7 separate regions of the Mus musculus genome follow, and regions 1, 2, 4, 5, 6 and 7 are each linked to region 3. The links are chromatin contacts, called in public HiChIP or PLAC-seq and promoter capture Hi-C maps. All regions are on one chromosome and are shown on one strand. Each heading gives the region's core, a stretch centred on a gene start, on an enhancer-like site or on the middle of the called end of the contact. The rest is flanking DNA. Distances are from core to core; before and after follow the strand shown.

What was found. Promoter capture Hi-C pulls out the DNA fragments that hold promoters and counts their contacts. HiChIP or PLAC-seq counts read pairs in DNA pulled down with a chosen protein or histone mark. Capture Hi-C pulls out chosen DNA fragments and counts their contacts.
Region 1: an H3K4me3 HiChIP or PLAC-seq map of embryonic basal ganglia shows a contact between it and region 3, with 4 times the contacts expected there. The contact joins the enhancer-like site here to the promoter of Tmem218 in region 3. A contact is called at or near these places in 5 of 39 promoter capture datasets (cranial neural crest, frontonasal cranial neural crest, maxillary cranial neural crest and 2 more), 1 of 15 datasets of contacts at CTCF or cohesin (the NIH/3T3 cell line), 2 of 484 Hi-C or Micro-C datasets (cortical neurons and embryonic fibroblasts), 8 of 115 datasets of contacts at active chromatin or transcription factors (embryonic basal ganglia, embryonic forebrain, embryonic limb bud and 4 more) and 1 of 9 other capture datasets (liver).
Region 2: a contact with region 3 is called in a promoter capture Hi-C map of second pharyngeal arch cranial neural crest. The contact joins the promoter of Ei24 here to the promoter of Tmem218 in region 3. A contact is called at or near these places in 17 of 39 promoter capture datasets (the 3T3-L1 cell line, 3T3-L1-derived adipocytes, the C10 cell line and 12 more), 1 of 115 datasets of contacts at active chromatin or transcription factors (liver) and 1 of 9 other capture datasets (adipose tissue).
Region 4: a contact with region 3 is called in a promoter capture Hi-C map of liver, with 2.8 times the contacts expected there. The contact joins the promoter of Chek1 here to the promoter of Tmem218 in region 3. A contact is called at or near these places in 6 of 39 promoter capture datasets (cranial neural crest, liver, maxillary cranial neural crest and 2 more), 2 of 484 Hi-C or Micro-C datasets (CD4 T cells and CD8 T cells) and 1 of 9 other capture datasets (liver).
Region 5: an H3K4me3 HiChIP or PLAC-seq map of neural tube shows a contact between it and region 3, with 5 times the contacts expected there. The contact joins the promoter of Fez1 here to the promoter of Tmem218 in region 3. A contact is called at or near these places in 9 of 39 promoter capture datasets (the 3T3-L1 cell line, cranial neural crest, embryonic stem cells and 5 more), 5 of 115 datasets of contacts at active chromatin or transcription factors (embryonic forebrain, embryonic hindbrain, embryonic midbrain and 2 more) and 1 of 9 other capture datasets (embryonic stem cells).
Region 6: a promoter capture Hi-C map of adipose tissue shows a contact between it and region 3. The contact joins the promoter of Tbrg1 here to the promoter of Tmem218 in region 3. A contact is called at or near these places in 6 of 39 promoter capture datasets (the C10 cell line, hematopoietic stem and progenitor cells, liver and 2 more), 2 of 484 Hi-C or Micro-C datasets (B cells and CD4 T cells), 3 of 115 datasets of contacts at active chromatin or transcription factors (embryonic stem cells, extraembryonic endoderm stem cells and memory CD8 T cells) and 2 of 9 other capture datasets (adipose tissue and liver).
Region 7: a contact with region 3 is called in a promoter capture Hi-C map of neural stem cells. The contact joins the enhancer-like site here to the promoter of Tmem218 in region 3. A contact is called at or near these places in 8 of 39 promoter capture datasets (the 3T3-L1 cell line, cranial neural crest, embryonic stem cells and 5 more), 1 of 15 datasets of contacts at CTCF or cohesin (the NIH/3T3 cell line), 3 of 484 Hi-C or Micro-C datasets (cortical neurons and embryonic fibroblasts) and 13 of 115 datasets of contacts at active chromatin or transcription factors (craniofacial prominence, differentiating embryonic stem cells, embryonic basal ganglia and 8 more).

What each region holds. Positions count from the first base shown.
Region 1 is chr9:36,932,573-36,935,707 of GRCm38.p6, reverse strand. All of the region lies in intron 6 of Pknox2 (Pbx/knotted 1 homeobox 2), which reads left to right. Among named protein-coding and RNA genes, the nearest start is that of Gm34652, 40 kb to the left of the region's middle. Within about 2 kb of position 1,762, at least 96 of the 459 cell types and tissues checked have an H3K27ac peak or open chromatin away from gene starts, as enhancers often do. A contact at or near this core is called in cortical neurons, embryonic basal ganglia, embryonic fibroblasts and 2 more, where this site is marked.
Region 2 is chr9:36,795,865-36,799,085 of GRCm38.p6, reverse strand. Ei24 (etoposide induced 2.4 mRNA) reads left to right here and starts at 1,752. Exons shown (of 11, transcript NM_001199494.2): 1 at 1,752-1,873.
Region 3 is chr9:37,206,807-37,209,932 of GRCm38.p6, reverse strand. It overlaps Tmem218 (transmembrane protein 218), which reads right to left and starts at 1,710. Exons shown (of 4, transcript NM_025464.3): 1 at 1,528-1,710.
Region 4 is chr9:36,725,323-36,728,590 of GRCm38.p6, reverse strand. It overlaps Chek1 (checkpoint kinase 1), which reads left to right and starts at 1,933. Exons shown (of 13, transcript NM_007691.5): 1 at 1,933-2,028; 2 at 2,713-2,794. The coding sequence starts at 2,730.
Region 5 is chr9:36,831,044-36,834,287 of GRCm38.p6, reverse strand. It overlaps Fez1 (fasciculation and elongation protein zeta 1 (zygin I)), which reads right to left and starts at 1,548. Exons shown (of 10, transcript NM_183171.5): 1 at 1,377-1,548. It also overlaps the pseudogene Gm27219.
Region 6 is chr9:37,655,694-37,659,126 of GRCm38.p6, reverse strand. Tbrg1 (transforming growth factor beta regulated gene 1) reads left to right here and starts at 1,815. Exons shown (of 9, transcript NM_025289.3): 1 at 1,815-2,129. The coding sequence starts at 1,983.
Region 7 is chr9:36,915,199-36,918,310 of GRCm38.p6, reverse strand. The region is part of intron 7 of Pknox2 (Pbx/knotted 1 homeobox 2); the gene reads left to right. Among named protein-coding and RNA genes, the nearest start is that of Gm34652, 57 kb to the left of the region's middle. Within about 2 kb of position 1,755, at least 70 of the 459 cell types and tissues checked have an H3K27ac peak or open chromatin away from gene starts, as enhancers often do. A contact at or near this core is called in craniofacial prominence, differentiating embryonic stem cells, embryonic limb bud and 3 more, where this site is marked.

The sequences.
Region 1 (3,135 bases), core at 513-3,012, 270 kb after region 3:
AGGGAACTGCCATCATTAGCTTTCGTGGCTGCCTTGTTGTATAGGATTCTGAAGTCCTCATCTAGTCTGTGACTTCTATTGAAGAGGGGTGTTGGCAAGGCCACTGTGCTTGCTCATCATGCTGAGTCGTCTCCTGGAATTATTACCTATTTCTTTGTTTGTTTGTTTGTTTGTTTTTCCTGTATGTGAACTCTGCAAATGTGCTCTTCAACATAGACACACTGATTGATAGTAGTGCTGGCCTCTTCTGCCCAGAATTTAGCTTCCCCAAAAGAAAAGAGTTTGGGAAATAAAAGTGACTATAAAAGAAAGTACATGTTCTCACACACACATGTACACATATACATGAGTACACACGTGTGCACACACACACACATATTCAGTACATCTACAGGGCAGATGGCTGACTTCGGCATTATTCTGGACTGAAAATTACTCACATTGCCGCTATTATTGGCATCCAGTGCAGTACTTTGTGAAGAACTGCACTGGATGCTACCTGGAGAACCCACACTGGCCTGGAGGTTTGCGGTCTGGTGATGATTTAAAAGTGGGAGCAGGGCTCAGACGGGGAAGAAGCTCTTACTGGCTGCAAGGAATATTAGTGAAAGCTCCCAAGTCTACCTCTGCTCATCCCTGGCTCTTTCCCTCCCTAGCAGGCATCGAACCCTGGCTGCAGTCTCGAAGATTCCAGTGTGCTGGTCCTCCAGCTGGTGGAGGGCCAGGCTAACTTAGCCCTGCCCTGCTCCTCAGCTAGTTGGAATTAGGAGACTTTGCAATTTGGAAAGGAAAGTCTCAAATTTAGCCTCAGGCAGCTATGGAGCAAAGAGACAGCTCTTTCAAAAAGTCAGGATATGCTTGAGAAAGGGTAACTGCACGCGTGCACACATGTAATGAGCTTTGCGTCAGTATTTATTCTCGGTAGGACCTTGGTGACCGAACCCCTTGATGCTCAGTTTCCTCATCTATACAGCTAACTATACCCAACTCATGCGACTGGGATAAATTAACTGGATGGCTCATAGACTTGGCCCTTAAAAATGTTTTGCATCTGAAAATTCATCTCAATGTGGTATCGTGTTCTAGATCCACAGGCTTACCTCCTGGCTGTCAAAGACACACCATGGTCAGGAGCCTGAAACGTTTAGGGTAGGATAGGGAAATCCAACAGTCCCCTTTGCCATTGGTTCCTAGCCCTATGTCAAAAGGAGGAGACACAGAGGCCAAGCACAGGAGCCATCATTAGGACAAGAATCATGTCGCCAGCACAGCCGAGATGCACATAATTAGAAATTAGAAAAAGGTCAGATCCCGTTATTACCAGCTCAATCAGCTACCGAGTGCCACAGCCAGTTAATTTGGCATCTGTATTTTTTACAACCCCGCACACGTAGCCCAACGGACTGTAACTCTTTCTCCGGACAGATATACTGCGCAGCCAAGCAGGGACATAAAATGAGGGACCCCAAGCAAATGAGCTGAGATAATTGAGAGATTTATTTTTTATATATGTGTGTGTGAGGGCAGCTTTCCTTTGCCCTTGAATATTGACTTTCATAGATGAGATTGTCGGGAGGGCACTGGATTCCCCCAAATCTTTGCCCCTCTGAACACCCTCCTCCAGCCCCTCTCTGACCCTCCCCTGCTTTCTCCCACCTCTTGGGAAGCCCCGTTCTTCCTTCCCTCCCTGTAGCTCTTTGCCTGTCACACCCTCCCGTGCTCCTCACAGTCTCCCAGAGCCGCTTTTCCTGACAAGTCTCCATGGAAACAGCTGAGTCAGCTCTCCCAGTACCGCCCCAAATTTCTGAGAGAGGATCCAAGTTAGAGATTTCTGAGGGAGGGAATCCTGGAAGCTTGCTGCTCCACAGCGCCTCTACTGTGAGGAAAACGTAATTACAAAAAGGTTGGGGTTAGAAACCCAACCTTAGAAAGATGTCCACTCCCATCTCCTTTTACTCACAGCGATCCTCACGTCCATAGAAGAGAACCCTGGTCTTTGACTCCTGATTTTGTGCCTCTCCCACTGACACTCCGCCTCTCCCTGGTGACAATAAAGCCTTCACATAAGAGAATGAAACCAATATCTCCTTGGAGCCCCGACTAGGACCTTCCCCAGATCCATTTCGGGGGCAGCTTTCTATTCTCAGGTGGTTAAATCAGGAATCCCTGGTGACCCCTCTGGGATATAGTACAGTTCCTACACCATGCTTCTTTCTAACCTGGCCTCCAGATCCGACACCCTCCCTGGGCCTAGCAGCCTCTGACTGGCACTTGGTAAAGTTTGTAAAATTTGCAAGTTCCCCAAACCCCTTTGAAAGGTAAAAGCTTTTTGTTTTATAAAATCTGATTTACGGGCCCCCGGTGCAAGGCCAAGGTTTTATATATTATGCAAGATTTCAAACTAAGGCTGTAAAACGTACGGTTTCAGTTTCATGCATGGAATTTTTTTATGTGTAAATTTTTTAACATTTATGGGGCACGTTTTAATGAGACTCTGGTGTGGCTCCAGGGACAGATTATAGCTGCCTGACCGCAAAGCCAGTTCCAAAATGGGGCCTCCCAGGCCCCTGGGCCTACTCTGAAGAGGCAGGCCTGGAGGCCAGAGGCTAGGAGTGAGGAGTCACTTGAAGGAACCAGCTCAGAGCTGTAGGCCCACAGAGACCTCAGCAAGCCCTGATCTGAGAGTCACTCACCTTATCCTCCAGTCCAGGCTCTTGCCTAGAAGGGAGCTGAAAACCTCACAGACACCAGAAACAGCAAGAGAAATAAGCATATCAATGATGATGATAATTAACATTTATAGACCACTTACAGGTACCAGGTGCTATCCTAAGTTATTTGCATCTATTATCTTATTTAAAACTCACAAAGCTTAATATTAATATTAACAATATTATCCCCATTTTGCTGGAGGCACTTGCTTCAATTCTCAGACCACTTCCCCTTCTCAATTTCTCTCTCTCTCTCTCTCTCTCTCTTGCATACTGTCTGTGTGTGTGTGTGTGTGTGTGTGTGTGTGTGTGTGTGTGTGTGTGTGTGGTTTTATCTCTGGTGGCCTGGCTGCTACACTGGCTATCCAAACATCCCAGGGACCCTCTGTCTCCAGCCCTCCAGCACTGGGATTATAAGCACAGG
Region 2 (3,221 bases), core at 503-3,002, 410 kb after region 3:
TAGTTCTATTTTCAAGACAGGGTGTTAGTCCTGGGTGTCCTCGAACTTAATTTTTTTTTTCCTTTTTGGTTTTTTGAGACAGGGTTTCTCTGTGTAGCCCTGGCTGTCCTGGAACTTACTCTGTAGACCAGGGTGGCCTCGAACTCAGAAATTTGCCTGCCTCTGCCTCCCAAGTGCTGGGATTAAAGGCGTGCGCCATGCCAGGTTTCGAATTTAATGTTAATCCTCAGCCTTCCCTGTACTGGAGCTAAAGGAGTGAGTACATCCCACCACACCCAGCCGCGAGGACTCCTAACCAAGATCTTTTGAGGTGGAAAGACTCTTTTTTAATATGAGCCACACCTCCTGTTGGCAGCCTATATAAAGAACATGGATGAAGGGAACTCACGCTTTCCTGCTTGCTCTTGCTCTCACTGGCAAGTCCATTCCTCCACTGGCAGTAGAGCCTACTACTTTGGGATTCCAGCGTGTACTGAAGACCAGCTTCGACACCCAGCCTTGTGAAGTGCACAACTGCTGAACTCTTGGACCTTCCATTCACAGGTAACCATTGTTGGTTTAGTTGGACCACAGCCTGTAAGTCATTCTAATAAACCCCATATATATTCATTAAGTTCTGTTCCTCTGGACTAAACTAACTGGGTGGTGGTGCATGCCTTTAATCCCAACACTTGGGAGGCAGAGGCAGAGGCAGGCCACCCTGATTTACAGAGTGAGTTCCAGGACAGCCGGAGCTATAGAGTGAAGCCCTGTCTCCAGCCTCCCTCCATCCCCCTCCAAAAAATAAAAGAAAACCCATCTCCAATCTTCTTCATTCCCTTCTCAGGGTTTATATGTCAGTCACTACTAACTCACTAGCTAACTTGTATGCTTTTCTTATACTTGACTCTTTCTGGGTTTTGTTTCTTAAATTCAAAGGAGAAACCTGAAAAGGGTAAAAGTGGCTTTTCCTACAGTTTCATGACAAGAAATTATGGAGCCAGGCTAGAAATGAGCCAGTTGAAAACAGCAATCTCTACTTGTTTTTTATCACAGCCATTCCATCATTACAATCCGCACTAAATGCTACCTAAGTGGTTGATGCCTTATATTCTGAATCACTCAAACTTCTGATCTCTTGCCTCCAAATTCCAAGTGCTGAGATTGTACTATCATGCCCTGTGTAATATAATTCTTGGACTTGAAGCCAGGGCTTTTTGCATGTGCATGATAACTGATTACTCTATTGAGTTTTTGTTTTTTGCTTTTGTTTTTTTCTGAATCAAGATGTTGTTACACAGCTCTGCCAAGGCTGGTACTTACTAGGTAGCCAAGGCTGGACTCGAATTTGGACCATTTCTTCTCTTCAGCTTTCCAAGGGCTGGGATTTCAGGTGTGCATCACCATACCTGGTTTATTAGTCTTTATAGAAAGCCTCCAAATTATCAAGGTGTCTCCTATTTTATTGTTTTCATCATTTGTTCTTAAAGGATATCAGAAAGACCAGCACTGATGTGTAGATAGATTAAGGAGGTTAACGATCGCTCAACAGTGAGAAGGGGTTTGACTAGGAGGCAACAAAGGTCTAGAATCCTGGACCTGGATACCCAGAATGAGTCTGGACTCTGAGGTCCAGCCAACTACAATTCCCAGGCTCCCAGACCACGCCCCCCGGTATGGCCCCGCCCTACCTCGCTAGCCCCGCCCCTGCCCAGCGACCGGCAGGCTGCCCGCCCGACTTCCCAGCTGCCCCGTGCGGCCCGGGCATGCCCAGTGTGGGCGCAGCCCCGGCTCTCCGAGCGCCCGGGCGGAGCGGGCAGCCGGGCGCGGAGCAGGCGAACCGAGCCTCGGTGGGCGAGCGCCCTGGCTGGAGCCGCGGCGGTAGGGTGGCGGGGTAGGTGCAGGCCGCGGCGGGCAGTGGGCTCGAGCCGCTTGCAAATCGCAGCCTGGGCGGCAGGGCCCATCGAGGGCTGGCAGGCCGGAGCTAGTTCCTAAGGTTCTGGAAGGGGCTGCGGCAAGGACCCCGGCCCCCGAAGGGCCCGGGACGCGAAAGGCGGCAGGGGCAGGCCTGGCGGCGGCGCGCGGGACTCAGGCTTTCCCCAGGTGCGGCGGGGCTATCTTTAGCTCCGGTGACCCTCAGTGAGCGAGGTCCGCACCTTGTGCGCGGCAGTGGCTGGGGAGGAAGACGGGTTCTCACCCCAATTGCCCCGACGCTGCGGGAGAGAAGGGGCCGAGTACCCCAGGTTGCCCAGGAGGCAGCCTGTGGCCGGGTGATGCGTGAGGGTGTTTACCTTTTCCCTACCTGGAGTGGGAAACACTGGCTTCCTCCCTTCCGGGACTTGAATCTGGTGGCTTCGGAATGAAAGTGCAGGAGTATGTCTCAGTAGGTGCTTAATCGGTTCTAAAGACTGTCAAATTTATTGGCCAGCAGTGTTTCAAGGTTTAAGGAAGGTGATGCTTGGGTTAAACAAAAATCCTCGTTGCAAAGCTTAAGCCAAAAAGTCCAGTCTCGGTTAGAACACTGAAGTTCCAAAGTTGGTTGTAATTAGCTTTCACTCACTGTTGACAAACCGTTTATATGTAAAATATTGTGAACCAGATGATGCATCTTGGTTTTCTCTGTTGTTAGAGCCCTTTGTGTCAGTCAGTGTGTGGTCTCAAATCGTGGAAGGTTATTTTTCTGCTTGTCTCAGCAATTTGTTAAACAGGGCAATTCATACCAAATGTTCTCTCCCATAGAAAAGTTGTTAGGCCCACGGTATAATAATGGCCTTTCCTTTAAAGGCTCTATTTGGTCACTGGTACTTTGTTAGTTGGTACATGAAGAAGCCGGGTATTAATCTGCCAAGGAGTCAAATAACACAGTGGTTCTGGGATATGACAGATTTTGAAGCTCCCTGTCTGGGCTCTTGGAGAAAACTAGAGTAATGGATTTTCTCACCTCAAGTCGGGTGTGTTCTTTAACAGGATTACATTTATCCAGAATTTTTTCAGCTTTGTTTATTCTGTCGTACTCTATCCCGTGAAGAATTTTAATATGCTACCCTTTATTTGTAGATGAGCAAGTTGTTGCTTAAGATGGTGGTACATTTGTGATATACCTTAGTGTCTTGGACATTTACTAGTTTCCTGGTCATGGACTGCTTTTTACCACAACTCCTAGAGCACTGGCTTTCTCTGTACACATGATTGAAGCTCTTGAGGTTTTCTTTTTCTGCTTTTTTAGGAGGGGGGAGTGGGAG
Region 3 (3,126 bases), core at 461-2,960:
CTCCCTGTTTATGACACTAGGGGTAGAACTCAGGGTCTCACGCATGCTAGGTGTGACTGTGCCATCTGAGCTACAACCCCAAGTCTTGGGAATAGCTAAATTATTTGTTAGTGAGATTTGATTAAAACAAACAAACAAAAATGTCCATTTACTTAAGACACAGAATACCATCCAAGTATTCTCTGAGAGTTGATGCTTAAGCCGACACAATTTTAAGAGTCAATTCGTTAGAAACAAGTAACCTAGAGTAGGAAAAAAACAATTTGTATAAATTTAAACACATTGTGTAGCAGTTGACAAAAGCAAGACAAGGTCAGGTGCTTTGTTGTTTGTTTTTCTCCCTGTGATGGAGACTGTGAGGTTCCTTATAAAGTTCTCCGGACCCTTTTGAATCTATATGTCTTGAATTCTTCCTCCACCTAAGGTTGGTTTGACAGCCCCTTTCACCCAATTTCCAGGGGAAAACAAACAAACAAAGAAACAAACATCCTGCACCCTGGGTTCATTGGATGAAAATCCTGCCCACCACCAGGCTGAGGATCTTTGGTTGTTTTTGGTTTTTGAGACAGGGTTTCTTTGTGTACCCTTGGCTGTCCTGGAACTAGATCAGGTTGGCCTCAAACTCAGAGAACTCTCAGCCTCTGTGATTAAAGGCATGGGCCACCTCTGCAAGACAAGCTGAGAATCTTAAGGGAGAAAACTAATACCTGTCTCAGAGGACAGTTTGCTGTCTGGGGCAGATGGAAATTACAGATAAGGCAGTGTGGTGTAAGGCTGCTGGTGGATGATACCTTGCCCGTACCCCAAATTTCAGGACCAAGTCCTTGAACGCAATAGAAATGGTAGGTTACTGGACAGGATTGCCTTTCTGGAGATATCTTTTTTTCCCGGGTAAAGCTTTGTACACTTGGCTAGCCTCGAACTCACAAAGATTTGACTGCCTGTGCCTCCAGCCTGCTGGGACTAAAGATTAACGCCACTACTACGCCCAGCTCTCTTTTTAACTTTTTTTTTTTTTAATTGCTTATTCCAAACCTTCAAAAATAGTTAGAATGGCCTGATGTGGTAGTACACATCTGTCATCCTAGCATTCAAAAGGCTGGGTGGGGCAAGAGGACCGACCATAAGTTTGAGGCCTGCCGGGGATATTGAGCAAGGCCTATCCCCAAAATCAACAAACTGGAGGAGTGAGAGCCTACACTTTTTTTTTTTTTCCTACTTTAGAAACTTCAGCCTCGTTTGGGTTTTAAAACATTAGGCTAATGCCTCCTAATCTTTGTTGGTTAATCACATGCACCTCTGGGCAAAATCAAATGTCACGACCCCTAAAGACCAGGTGACACCTGACTGACAGAAAGAGGGTGCTTCAGCGTCCTGCCCTTTTTACTGGGCAGGCAGCGATTCAGTCTGCAGGGTTCACCACACATCAGCTCCCAGCACCGCAGCTGGGAACACTGGGGACTGAGCAGTAATCCCAGGCCTGCGGCCAGGATGACCTTCGGTGGCCCGCGCGCCTCCCGCCCTCACCTTCCAGGCGTCTGGGGCCAGCCTCCGGTCCTCACCCGGCTCTCAGGTTCCTCACCAGGACTCACCCCTCGCTCTCTGTCCCCTTCATCCAGGCTTTGGTCTACTTTGGACGAATCACAAGTAGGGGCTCATTTAAGAAATTTAAGATGGACCAATCAAAGCCGCCCTTTCAGCACTTAAGGGCGTCCTCAATAGCTGACGTTGGCTGTGGCTCCAGGCAACGCAAAGCGTGGTGGGTGGGTGGTGTGTACGTCAGTCTCCTTTACGTCCTCCCATTGGTCTATATGTACTGTCCTCAGTTTCAATTGGATAGCAATGCTTGTCAATCACACCTTGGTAAGGATTAAACCCTTGGACAACAACGGGAAGACCGTTTAATAGCTTCTTGCTTTCGCGATTGAGATTGCTCCGACCGATCACAGAGAGCTGTTCCGCGGTCTAGACACCAATTCCTGCCCCGCTATCTATCTGATGACCAGTCCGCAGGAGCCTGGGATTGTGGGGACAATCAAATCGGCTTGGCATTTCAGGATCCCTAGAATCCCTCCTGAATTGAATGCAGATCACTAGTTAAAATAACAACACATTCTCCTTACTGGGCCTTATTTTATTGGTAGTTTTTCTTCCTTTAGGTTTTGACATGTACCGACAAGGCAAGGATCAATGAAACCAAGAGACAGACTTGGGAAGAGGCCCGAGGTCACATAAACCCTTTTCCCTTCTTGCCACCCTATACTGGCAGCTGGTCCACATGTGTGGAAGAGTGTTCTTCCCTAACTGCTACCCAGAATGTGTCAAGATTTTGTATGCAGGCTATAGGGTGTCTGATCAAAAGATCAGGCCAGTGAATGGAAACCGGTCAAAGTTTGCATCCTTCGTCGTGCAAGCGTGAAGGGAAAACAAAAGCAATATAAGATTTGTGAACTGCGGTCCTGGAAGCTGTGTCCTTAGACAAAATTGGGCCTGGATGTATTCTATCTGCCTGCTCGACTGCCTGCCTGTCTCTGTGTCTGTCTCTCCCTCTCTCCCTCTCTCCCTCTACTTCTTTCTCTCGTCCCGTCCCTTCTCTCCAGATTCTCACTATGTAACCCTGGCTGTCCTGGAACTCATTATGTCAACCAGGCTGGCCTCGAACTCACAGATGTGTCTGCCTCTGCCTTCCTAGTACTGGTATTGAAGGCATGAGTCACTAGCCTGGCTTTCAGTGCACTCTTTTTCTGAATTATGAATGAAGTGGAGGCTGATTCAGTTTTCTTGACTGTAGAGACCTATAGGTCCTTACCTCTTTAACGACTGAACGTTAGCTGCCTTATTGAGGAGCTATGCTATTGTTACTGTAACTATGTACTATTAGAAACTGAGAGGATACACAAGAAATAAAATGTTACTCTTGTCTTAATGAGTTTTACATAGTTTTGTAATGGCAGGTCAAGGACACAAGGTGTAGATCTAATTTATAGTTAGTTACTCCAGAGGATAGCACACATGAGAACACTTGGATGTTTAAACTTTTATTTCCTGTGTATGCATGTTCTGCCTACATGCTGCATGTGTACCACCTGCATGCACATATCCCTAAAGGTAAGAAGAGGTTGTGCC
Region 4 (3,268 bases), core at 684-3,183, 480 kb after region 3:
ATTCCTGATCTTTCTCCATCTCCCTCCGAAGTGCTGTGATTACAGGCAAGTGTTATGCCTCGTTTCACTACTATTCCTTCCTAACTAATTTTAGGGAGTTTTATCATGAGTCCTCCTACTCCCCACCTCTCTTCACTTTCAGTTACTCCTCTGTGTCTGAACAGTTTTCTTTTAATCGATTCAGACACATTAGGTGTTTTGAGACAGTATTTAATTTATTCCAGGTTATCTTTGAGCTTTCTATATAACCAATGTGAACCTGAACTGGTCTTCCTACATTCACCTCCCTGTTGTTGGTATAGGTGTACACACAAACACATAAACACACACACACACACACACACACACACACACACATATACACACTCTTCTCCAAGTCAGAACTCTGATACTGTGTCTTTTCCAGGAAATAAGACATTGATTCCATTTAAGACTAGAGGAACCTAGATTCCATTTAAGAGCACTTGGGAGGCAGAGGCAGGTGAATTTCTGAGTTCGAGGCCAGCCGGTCTACAGAGTGAGTTCCAGGACAGCCAGGGCTACACAGAGAAACCCTGTCTCAAAAAACCAAAAAAAAAAAAAAAAAAAAAAGACTAAATCAACCTCTTGTAGATTTCAGAATATACACAGGAAATCACAAAGAAATGGAAATAATCTAATAGCTTGTTTTTAATTACACGAACCCTAAACTGATAACATGGTTTAAGTTTAAACATTTCCAGGTTAGATTTCATGGAGTTGGAGATGTAGCTCAGAGGCAATGCACTTGACTAGCCAGCACATGGTTTCATTGTTTCCTTATTTTTTGTATCCAAGTCCCTTTTCTTAGAATTGACATTTCTCTATTATGAGACTTTTGTATGCTTGGCAGGCATTCTACCATTATGCCATAAGTCTAGCCTAGTTAAGGAATATTGATTGTGCTCCCCAACCCACCTCCTTTTTTTTTTTTAGATAAGATCACACACACTCACACACCCTTGGCTCAGGCTGACCAACCTGAATCACTTTCCCTGGCTCAACCTCCCTAGACTGAGGTTATAGATGAGTCACCATTAAGTCTACTTTGCTGTTTGTTTTTTCTTGAAAGCGAGCATCTTGGTTGGGTATCTCCTGCTTTATCTCTATAGTGTGGTGGGCCACCGTGCTTGTTTAAGAAAGCTAGTACAGGCAAATAGTCGTGTGTCCCCCCCCCCCCAAAAAAAAAAAAAAGATTTAACTGGTTCTGGAGCCTCCTGTTCAGGCAATATTGGTGACTCTCACTGCACTTTCCCCTCACACATCCGCGGCGATGTGGTTTTTTTTCCCCTTCGTTTTTTTTTTTTTTTTTTTGGTAAGACTAACCCTGTATAACTCGGATTGCCTTGAACTCAAGATCTTCTTGCTTACGCTTCCCAAGTTCTAGGTCTACAAGCATGCACCACCACACTTGCTTTCCTTCGTTTTTTTTTTTTTTTTTTTTCAGAATTCCAGCAGCAGTTGCTAGCTTCTCAATTCGAATACTAAGGGGGGCACAATTGAGTTTACAGAGCACTCTGTGTCGCTTAGTTTGAGCCTTCCTCCCTGGGGCTCCGAGGTCAAGAGCAGGTCGGTTTACGTACTTAACGGTGCAGCCTTTGCAGGCTCTGAGTGGCAGGGAACCTGGGTTCTTGGCCCAACTGGTGGCGCAGTCTGGATGGAGGCTTCGGTGCCTCTGTGGAGCAACGTAAGGCGTGGCACACGCCCCGTGCCATTTCCATTTCATTCGGACTCAGAGATCAGTTCTCACCAAAGCAGTCGTCAATACCAAATCTGGTCAGCTTGTGTCTTAACTACGGCCACATCAGAATTTCAGCCAGTATTAGAAGGAAGGGTCCTTGCGCGGTCGGTCTACTGAAGTCGCTCCTCTGCAGAGCCTGGGATAGGACAACGCGCGCCGGCCCGCTTTACGGCAGAGGTGTGCGCTTTTGCGACAGCATGACGCAAGCAGGTTTTGGCGGGAAAAGCTGTGCATTTGGATTCCTGTGGCAGCTGGCAAAGGACTGCTTGGTGAGAAGGGCGTCCTGAACAGTGGGAAAGAACTCCAGCAAAGGACCCAGAGGGCTTGTTTAGTGTGGACGGGCGCGGGGAGGGAGTGGTCCAGACTAGCAGAGAGGTGGGAGGGCCGCCCGGAGCCCGGGCTGGAGCGGGTGGCCCGTGGCTCTCCAGCATAAAGGGACCAGAGCGATTGTAAGGCTCCGGGGTTCGCATGCTTTCCCGGCTCTAGGGGTCCCTGCCTCCCGCTTCTCTCCGCGGCTTGGCCCCGCCCTGTTCCCTCCCGGTGCTGGGGACACGTGCCGTTGGGGTGGGAATTGGAAGTGAGCGGGTGGGAGGAGGGGCTGCTCTGGCAGTAATTACCGTAGTTACACCCAGCTGCTCCCCACCCCCGCACCCTGACCTGCCCGCAACTCCCTTTCCGGATCATTCACCCGAAAGCTCTTGTCTTGCAACCCTGGAGCCAAGCAAGTGCTCAGTTTTGCATAAAGGCGGACGGAGGACAAACGTGGAAACAGGATTTGTGATAAACAGGACAAAATGTTCAAGTTCAGTATTATGACGTGGGTAAATATGGTTCAGATGTAAGATGAAAAGAAAGTCGTGCGGAATCATAGCAGGAGACATGGCTCAGTGGCATTACAGGTGATGAGAGTTTACACTCATCCCCAGTATTTTCTGGGATCCTGCATTTTACAGTCGCTGTGCTTGGAGTCATGGCAGTGCCTTTTGTGGAAGACTGGGATTTGGTGCAAACTTTGGGAGAAGGTGCCTATGGAGAGTAAGTTTGAGTCCTCATTTTAATTTTTTATTGCAGTGTGTGTCTGTCTGTCTGTCTGTCTGTCTGTCGTGCTATGGTGCGTGCACCTGTGGAGGTCAGAAGACAACTTGCAGGAGCTGGTTCTGTTGAAGGTTTGGAGGGATCATTAGGCCTGACAGCAAGAGGCTTAACCTGCCTGGCCATTACCATGGTCTTCCTAATTTAAATATTACCTGTTTGTTTGCTTTAGTTTTCCACCTGTTGTCTGAGTACACACTTTAAAAAAAGTCCTTTATTTCAAGTGGCAAAGAGCATGGATATTCGCATTTGTACATCAAGGCTCTGAGTGAGTGAAGCACATCCACACCTGTTCCTCCTCTTTTGTGATGGTAGACATTGAACCTAGTGCATCACTCATGCTGGGCTTATGCTCTGCCATGAGCTACATTTCTAGGCCTGTAAAACACCAAATTTCTTCTTACATTTGTTTTTGTT
Region 5 (3,244 bases), core at 299-2,798, 380 kb after region 3:
AGAAGAGGAACGCACAGTCCTCAACAGACACTCGGAAGGAAACATGGGAAAAAGCCTCTCCCTGCAGCCTAACAGTACAGAAGCTGCAGCTTGGGTCTGCAGTACAAGTCCCCAGTCTGCTTCACTGAGCTGAATGCATGGTGGATGAGAGGGAGATTTCATCGTGCCTCCCCTGCTGGGCCTCTTTGCACCTCCACACATGCCATCCCATCTCCCTGGTCTTTCCATCACTTGTTCTGTAGACCAGTTGACTCTGTGCTTCCCCTCCCATTCCCATATAGATCCTTAAAATGCCCTCTGTTATCCACTTCCAGACTCCCACTGCTCTTCTGCAAAACCTGGCTAGTATAAGCTGTCCATTTTGCCAGAAAGAATAAATACTCATTTGCACATGGCTCAGCAACCCCTTCACCGGACTCGGTACCCTCCCCCCCCCTTCTGTTCCATTCACCTCCATTTCAGACCTCCTCTCCCTCTTCTGTCGGAGTAAAGAAAGGCTCTTCTAGGCAGCACAATGGCTGGCACTCTGAGGATGCACGGCTCATCCCACGCAGCCCCTGCTCATACTCCACTGTCTTCCCTTTGCCAAATAAGACCTGGTCACCGGGATGGGTGAGTCGTACTTGGAGACAAGATGCAAAGGGAAAGACAAGAGGGCAAGAAGAACGGATTGTATAACACCCCTTCAGCTGAACCTCCGCTCTGCAGCACCCTGGGCCCCAAGGATGAGGGCGGGCTCTGCACACTCCTTTTCGTCACACTCGTCCTTTCTCCAACCTGCTCTGTGTAGTAAAACAATCGCTCCCAGAGGACTGCAGCCAGAGGGTCTGACACTGCGAGAATGCCCCGTCTGAGGAAGGCTCCACACGCCGCGGAGGGGCACAAGTAGATTGCAGGATCAGATTCGTAGGGACAAAGATGATTTTGAGACGCCTAAGATAAGCGGAACACATAACGGTCCTGGAATGACATATGGAGTCCACATTGCTCCAGCACCATCAGATAGGGTTTCCCGGCACTGTGTTGCACATGAACACACACACACACACACACACACACACACACACACACACACACACACACACACGATGCTCTGAGATGATGCTACCAGTACCCACTCCGGGGCCCTTGAGCTTGAGCTCCCGCAAGACTGGGAAAGACCAGGACGACGGCCCACGAACCCTTCTTTTTACTTCTGAGGAAAAGACCCAGAGGAGATGAGAGTAGCGCATACCCGAGGAATCCTATGAGAGAATCTCCAATCCTCTGGTCTTCTTCACCACCCGAATTCGACCCCCCCCCCCCCCACACACACACACACCCGCCCCCAGGACTGGGGCTAGTCCAGACTAAGATCGCCTTTCCCACCACCGCACCTGAGCGGGTCCTGGAGGAAGGAATCGGATCCCAGGGCTCAGCCAGACATCCCCAACCACCGACTAGAGGTGGCCCGGTGCAGCACAACGTCAGCGGGCAAGCCAGCCAGCGAGCGCTCCCCCGCTGCTCCGGCTGCGCCTGGTCCCCGCGCTCGTGCCCGGGCTCCCGGAGGCGCGCCCGCACTCGGGAACCCGCCTAACGGGCGCGCCCAGGGCCTGAACGTCATCCTGTCGTGAACACTCATAGCTTCCTTAGAGCACGTGGACCTACCTTTATTAATATTTATGAATTGCCGTTCCTCCCTTCTTTGATACTGGCCCTTCTGCTTCCCACATGAATATTCAGAAGCTCCGAGATGGGGGCGTGCAATCGCTACCAATATGGATTCTTCAGATGGCCCAACACTAGGTTTTGTATAAAAATGCAGGCAAATGGAGTAGATGGGCAGGCAGATACTGACAGACACACTCAAAGAGCCTCTGGCACTTTTTGGACTGCCCTTCCTATTCTATTAGGGGTTGTAGTGGACAAGCCAAGAGGTGCGCCTTACTCCAAAGTCGTTCATAGCTCCAAGGTGAGGGGGCTGGATGGTGGGAATAATTTTGTCATCCAAAACTGTGGAATGCAAGTGAGAAATTTGAGTGAGGGGGATCCAGGAATAGAAAGACTTCAGACTTTACACCTCACACGTTGATGTGCTGTATGTAAATCTGTGCTTAGAGATGCTATTCATATAAAATCTAATAATGTAGTTTTAAAAAAAAGAAAAGAAAAAGAAAGAAAAGAGAAAAGACAGCACAAGAGAGGCATGTCTGCCTGGTGACACCTCCTAATTTTGTCTGATTTTAGGCCAAACCAAGAATGACAGCCGGGAGGTGAAGGGGGTCTTCCCTATGTTGATTTATGCACTCTTATCACAACAGTTCAATCATGAGGGGCAGGGAAGGCAGGGGGACATCATCTCTGATGAAATTAGAAAAAGTATTAGCCATTCTGCCCTCCTGGTAATTAGAAACATGAGGGTGTTTTTCTTGTTAGAAAAAAAAGTGGTCATGAGAGCTCAGCAGGTGAAAGGTGCTCATTGTCTAAACCTGAACCCGACTCTGGGGACTCCCATGAATGTGCTAGAAGAGAACTGAGTCCACAACATTGTCCTGCAACCTCCACAAGAGCACTATGGCAACTGCACCTATATACACACACACGCAAAACAAGAAATAGATGCTAAACCCTATTTTTCTGGCGTCATGTGGTTTTGTGACCTTGGGAAAGTTATCCTTGCTGCGGCTCACGTTTTCATCAACATAATGAGGGTTATACCTCCCACTTCCGAGGCCTGTTGTTAGATTAAGGGAGTGAACTCATGCAATGCACTTCTAGGAAGGAGAGGAGGAGCTATGACCCTTGGCTACTTCCTTAGCAGAAGCTTTAATGCACTTTTCTATGCTGGTTTTGATTGGTGATGGTGGTACGAGGTGTAGTGGAGGTTGGGGTGGGGGCTCAAACCATGTAGTCAAGGGTTGATCTTGAACGTCTGATATTTCCACCTTCACCTCCCGAGTGCTGAGACTACAGATGTGTACTTTCATACCCACGGCTTGTTTTTTGTTTTTTGTTTTTGTTTTGTTTTGTTTTTATGTGCTGCTGGGAATTATTGTGCATGCTTCTCAACTCCTAGAAATTATTTCTTAGATCTAGAAAGATGGTTCAGCAATGAAGAGCACTAACTGCTGAGAAGCCAAAATTCCATTCCAGGAGATTCAACACCTGCTTCTAGCTTCCAAGTGTCCCTGCAACTCAAGTGGTATATATATATATACTCAGACATCAACACATAGTTATTACAAAAATAAATAATACATCTTTT
Region 6 (3,433 bases), core at 566-3,065, 450 kb before region 3:
GTGTCTTGGTGGTTTGGGATAGGGGGAGTTATTATTGTGTTGTTGTTGTTGTTGTTGTTGTTATTTTTTTCAAACCTTTGTTATGTGTCTACATGGATGACAGGTGTGTACACATGTGAGTGCAAGTGCCCATGTCAGATCCCCTAAAGCTGGAATTACAAATAGCTGTGCGCTACAGGATGTGGTTTCTTGAAACTGAACTTGGGGCCTCTGTTACTCATTCATTCATTCATTCATCCATCCATCCATTCATCCACCACTCATTTTGGAATGCTAGAAATCAAACCCAGAGCTCTTCACCTATAATATAAGTGCTTTGCCACTGAGTTAGATCACAGCCCATGGATTTTAAAAAAAATTCCCCAAGCTGGACATGGTTGTCTATGGCTATAGTCCCAGAATTTGGGAGATAGAAACAGGAGGGTCAGGAGTTCAGGGTCATCTTTCCCTACACAGAGAGTTTGGCACTGTTAAGAACCCAGTCTATCAAAGCCAACAAATAAACAATACCTTCTTTTTTGTCAAATTTGCAAGAAAATTGCCTTAATTGTAAAAGAAAAAGTCTCAAGTGAAAAAAAAAAATAATAATAAACATGTTTGGGACTATTCCACTGAAGTCTACTGGCCAAAAGAGCTTTCAACTAAAGCAGAGGCTGGGACTTTCCTCCTCATAGACACAACACACGAAGAAGATGAATAATACAAAAAGTCAGATAGATGTCAAAGTCTATGAGAACAAAATGCAGCTAAACAGCAAATCAGGCAGTTAAAACTAACGCTTTATTAAGAATAAAGTCAATTTCGATTACTATGAGTGCTTTCAGATTCCAAGCTAGAATTCCAGTATATATTTTCAAAGCAGTGTATTTTATAAGTTGTCACAATTCTGATGGCTTTTAAAACCAACTAAATCCACAGGAGCACCTTAGGTATTTGTGAAGGCAAATGGTACCCTGGAGTTGCATTATTAAGACCCAACCAAGTTCAAAAAAAGCAGCTTGTTACATGGGCAGTCATAGAAGAGTATCTACACGCTTTTTCTCTTGGGTTGCAGTTTGTCAAAACTGCAATGGTTTTTACAGTTTTCAGAGATTAAATACTTGGATCACTTACTGAATTCTAAGTTGTCTTTATCAGTATTAGGTTTTTCTCTAGTAATTCAGTGAGCGCGTTAATTATGTAACATACTTCTTGGCTTCCATGTACAACCGTAAACGTCTAGATTTGGAGAATTTAACAATAATTATCTTTTATATGAGTACACTAGTTTGGAAATCCACCCCATCTCATTTCTTACTTTGAGAGGGAGAAAACAAACAACAAAAACAAAATGTGAAAAAGAGGCTCAGTCAATTGGTTTGACACTACTGAAAGAAAAAAACGATAGGAAGTATGTGTACTTGAAACGCTCCTGGTTTCATTTTAAAACCACTGAAAGCCGACCTTGTGCTACTTAACATTTTATTAAAACAGTTTGCTAACTAGATACCAAGCTTTGGGGCAATCAAGGTCTTGTTTTACTATCCCCGAAGTTCACAGCCTAAGAAACACTTGTGCGATCAGCACATATGGGAAACTGAGTTCCCCGCATTAGTATTTAAGTCTGCTAAAACCCCAGGAAGGCCTGCTGCTCAGAGCAACCTGGGAAAGCAGATGTGGACGTGCATTCCCTGAGGGCACCTGCCTGAGCGTCTGCATCAGGACTTTAAACTCTTCCCTACTTCGCTGGCTATCAGCCGGGTAGGACCGGTTCTTTCCAGCTCCAGCTCCTTGCAACCCTGAGCCACACCCGTCCTCCCAGCCCACCGCTAGGTCCGAACCACCGCAACTTCCAAACCCGGAAGTTACACGTGGCGGTGCTTTTGCGCAACTTCCGGCGGGTCTTCCTTGGGAAATCGACTGGGAAGTGCCGAGGATCGCCATCTGTTTCTGCCTGCGCTCCATCCCCTCCGCGCCCCGGAGCTCCAGAACCCGGTCTGATCATGAGCGTGTTGAGCGGCCTGGCCTCCGAGCCGCGCACCCCGCTGTCCAGCAAGGCCAGGATGAAAAGGCTCCCGAGGAAGAGCCAGAACGAGAAGTACCGGCTGAAGTACCTGCGGCTGCGCAGAGCAGCTAAGGCCACGGTGTTTGTGAGTCTGGGTTTGGGTGGGGACTGTCTTCCCCACCTCAACTCTCTCAGAGAAAGAATATCCGTCCAGTGTTAGTTGCCTCGCTTGGGAATATTAGTTCCATATCCTTGCATAAGTTATTCCTCTAGTCCTGTCAACTCCTCTATAAATGAGGACTGAAGAGTGCTCCGCCAGCAAACTTTAGTCATTACCTTCTTGCTACTTTTCGTTTCGAGCCTAAGGAGTGTCTTTTAAGGCGAGCACACTGAAATGAAGCCCAGAGGGATGACGTGCCCTAACTCCAACTTGGATACCCTGATTCCAGTTTATTATTTACTCTACACAGCCTGTTTCCTAAGTACACCCAACCCTAACGCCATGGCTGCCGCTTTCGTAAACAGGCACCTAAATCTTTCAAAATTGTCCTGGTTGTAGCTCCCTTTGACGAGGCTTCTAGGTGTTTCTGCCTTCCCTCCATCCGAAACTGAAAGTGGAACTCAACATCAGGAAACAGGCTACCTCCTCCTGCTGAGGTGTATAGACACTTCCTGCTTTAATTGTAGGGATTTAGGATTTGATGAGTAAACTTCTTTACCAGCCAAGAAGTATTAGGGTCTAATAAATCTGATAACAGTCTAATAAATAGACTATTCTAGCTTAGCCAGTCACCTCAGTGCTTGCTTGGTAATAGGTATACGGTCCATATACCCTCACATCTGAACCTGCAGTTTAACACTTCTTTCTACAAGGTCTTTGTAGACGTATCGGGAAAAGTTTTGACTTTCAATTTGTTGTTGCTAAAACATTTAACGCTTGTATATGTGTCGAGGGAAATATGAGTAAATCAGGAAGTCAACACCTTATACTCACTGTTCTCTCTTGTCACATGATGTCAGAGCCTGCCTAATGCTTACAAGTCGACATTTAAAGATAGTGTTGGTTTCGTTAAGTATACAAAGATCTTATGAAACCAAAGGGTCTCCGTGTACTTAAACCAACTGATGCCTTGAACACCAATTTGAGGCTCCACCTGTGAAACACCCAAATAGGCATTTCCTTCAAAACTGGTTTCAAGACAGACTGAGCCATCAGTAAAGAATGATGGTACTTGGGTATATGCAAATAGATGATTAATTAAGAATTTTACATGCAAAACTTTTCATCCTTTTCTCTTCTCTCCCCTCCCCTCCTCCCCTCCCCTCCCCTCCCCCTCCCTCCCTCCCTCCCTCTCTCTCTCTCTCTCTCTCTCTCTCTCTCTCTCTCTCTCTCTCTCTCCCTGTAATTGTTCTGTAAGATACAGTGGGTCAGATTGTCTTTGCAAGGTC
Region 7 (3,112 bases), core at 506-3,005, 290 kb after region 3:
ATCATGTGCTCACAGTACTCAGAGGACAGAAGACGTTGTTAGATCCCCTGGACCTGGAGAAGCCGAGGGTTGCCTGTGGTTGCTGGGAATTGAGCCTAGGTCTTCTGGAATTGTACTCGGAACTGCTAAGCCCCCTTTTCCCCAGTCCTTAGGAGATATATTTCGATGTTGACTATTATAGCCAACTGCTCAATATTTTAAAGAGTAAATAGGGATATATACAATAGGGTCAGTGCTGGAGACACATTGCAGGACAAATTAATTGAGCTTTTATGGCTACAACATGAACTGGTGAGAAAGGAGCTCCCGCAGCATTGACTGAGCTCCCCGTATCACAAAAATAGCGTGCACTAAGTATTTATGTGTAAAATTTTAATTTATCCCTCACAAGACTTCAGATGGACATTATATTTCCTTATGACACCCAAGGAAAGAGAAAAGGATATAAGAAAAGAGACAGGCCCGACACCATACACTAAGTAGTGAATGTGTATATGGTTATTATAGAGCCTGTGTTCTTCTAACATAGTGGCATCCTGTTACAGATAGAGAGGAGAGCAAGGTTCCTGGTCCCAGGTTAGGCATGGGATGACTGCAATCCAGGGATGCAGAGACTTGAGGGGACATAGCAGTTACTGTGGAGCATGAGTTTGGATTTGGTAACTGATTGGAAGATGGGGAAGTAAGTAGGACATCCTAATGTACTGGGCTTAGCAGCCTGTAAAGGAGCCAGCTCTTAGCTCTGGGACTCCCCAGCAGTCTATGGAAGTCACTGACGGCCCATCTCTCCCTCAGAGGGGTAGACTTCTCCCTGACATGCAGCAAGCTTTGCTTTTCCAAAGTTATCAGGGAGGTGGAAGGCGGTATACTGCAGTCACTCTTGCCAAGGCCTTAGGACTTCTGCCCCATGCTTGATCATCTTGAGGACGTGACCTGTGACTTTTCAGATCGGGTGGGGACAAAGGAAGGTGGTCCACCTCAGGAGTATTACCACTTAGACGGGAAAGCAGCACCCCAGACCAAGGAGGCAAGAAGTGGATTTGTGCTACCCCATTGCGCCATAGCAGTAGAGCTGTGACTTCTGTTGGGCTTCATAGTGTGTAGTTCCTGCCCGGTGGGTGAAACCTGAGAGCTCCCGCTCCTTCCGGGAAGGAGTGTTCCTTAAGAGCAGCAGCTGCTGCTTGTCTCCACAGGCCTGGAGTGCCTTTCCCTTGAGGCCAAAGCCCCCAGCTGGGGTGGAACAGGACAGGATTAGATGGTTTGTTTATATGTGCTTGGCTTCCTTGCTTTTGCAAGCCTAGCTCTTCTTGGTCTAAGGCAGGACTCTGGCTGTGATAGAACAGAGGGACTCTGCCAGAAAGGCTGTCTGGGGACAGAGGCAACCTCCTCAACCACCTAGACGCGCGTACAGCCCAGTTAGACCACAGATCTATGAAGCATCTAGCACGCACTCCAAAATGTGCTAGGCACAGTGTCAAAGGAAGAGTCAGCCTTCTTTCCCTCACAAACCTATTCCCAAGCTAAGGCAACAGACATCTGCACAAGAGAGAACCTTTCTGTGTGCCCTGTAAAAGGTGATAGGAAATAAGGAAGAGTCAAGAGGACTGTCCGCGTCCATGCCTAGAAAGATGGGACAAGCTTCCAGTGGAAGTGGGACACTGAAATACGTCCCACCCTCCCCTCGGACCAGGCAAGTTAGTCTTGGTGGTAGCCATCTGGGAGGGGTTGGTGAGCTGGTCTGAGGCTATGGATCCGCAGAGACCCCTAGTGGCCAGGGCAAGGATAGCAGATGGCTGGGCCCTGTATCTGGATCCTGTTCCTTAATCCTTTCACTGGAATCCTAGAGACCATCGGTTTTTTGTTTTGTTTTGTTTTTTTCTTAATCCTAAAATGCAAGGGATTTTGCAAGGTCATCCAGTTTATCTCCCTGTTTCAGGGACAACCTAGTAAGATAAAAATTCCAAACATCTCAAAATACATTCAAGAGGAATGTTTCCATCATTTATTTTTGTCATGCTTTAGGTTTTTACCCCATTGTGTGTGTGTGTGTGTGTTTGTGTGTGTGCATGCATGCATATGTGCATAAATGTGTGTGGGTGTGAGCATGCATGTATGTGTGCATATGTGCATGTGTGTGAATGTGTGTGAGTATTTGTATGTGAGATCGTGTGTGTGTGCTTCCCAGAAATTTCTTCTTTAGGTGAAAAATAACTTCCTGAGCATCTCAGGCCCTTTCCCTATTAAGAGTAAAGACAGAAGTCTTAGGAGACGGACAACTCTTCCAGCTGATGTCAGAGCACAGATCCAATCTTGTGGTCACAGCCAGTTTTTGTGTGCCCCATTATCCCACAAACACACTCCCAAGATCCATCCCAGAGCCCCTCTTGTTTCTTAGTAAATCCCTTTCTCTGAAGAAGTCTTCCTTTTTGTTCCAGAAATGAGAGTTGAAGTAAAACTGATGACCGTTGATTGATGTGCATAAGATGAGGGCAGGGGTGAGGGTGTTGCAGGTGGCACTCTGGGGGCACATGTTCCTTGCTTTTGTAAAGTTGCTTCTCCCTCTGCTCAGCCTCTTCTGAGGGACTCATTGCCTGTCCACCTCAAATAAACTGGTGTGTGTGTGGGGGGGGGTCATACCACCTGTGGAGGCCAGGTTTCTTGTGGCTCTCCAGAGAGACAGCAGAGTTCTTGGACTGAGCTCAGCTTCAGCTGCTTTTGGTGCCTGGTGCCTAGACAGCTCGAGAGGGATGCGAGACTGGATGCTGGAAGTGTCACTTACACTGCAACCACTGTGCTTCTCCGCTCCCTGTGGGTGTCCCTCTGTGAGTGTACACAGCAGCCGCCTGGGTCTGGAGTCAGATAAGCCTCCAGGAAGCTGTTGAGAAGACAACAATACCATGTATTTAGCCAATAGATTCTTCCCCAGGGCTTTCGCTGCTGCCACAGTGGCTTCTTCAAAAAAAAAAAAAAAAAAAAAAATGACGAAGACTGTCCCTAGAGAGTCAGAGCTGCCCTGTCGCCACCGTTCCACAGAGCTACAGACTAATATGCAACCTGACATCACAGCAAGGTGGGGTCTTTGCCCTCTTCTGAGACGGGGGCTATACTTAGA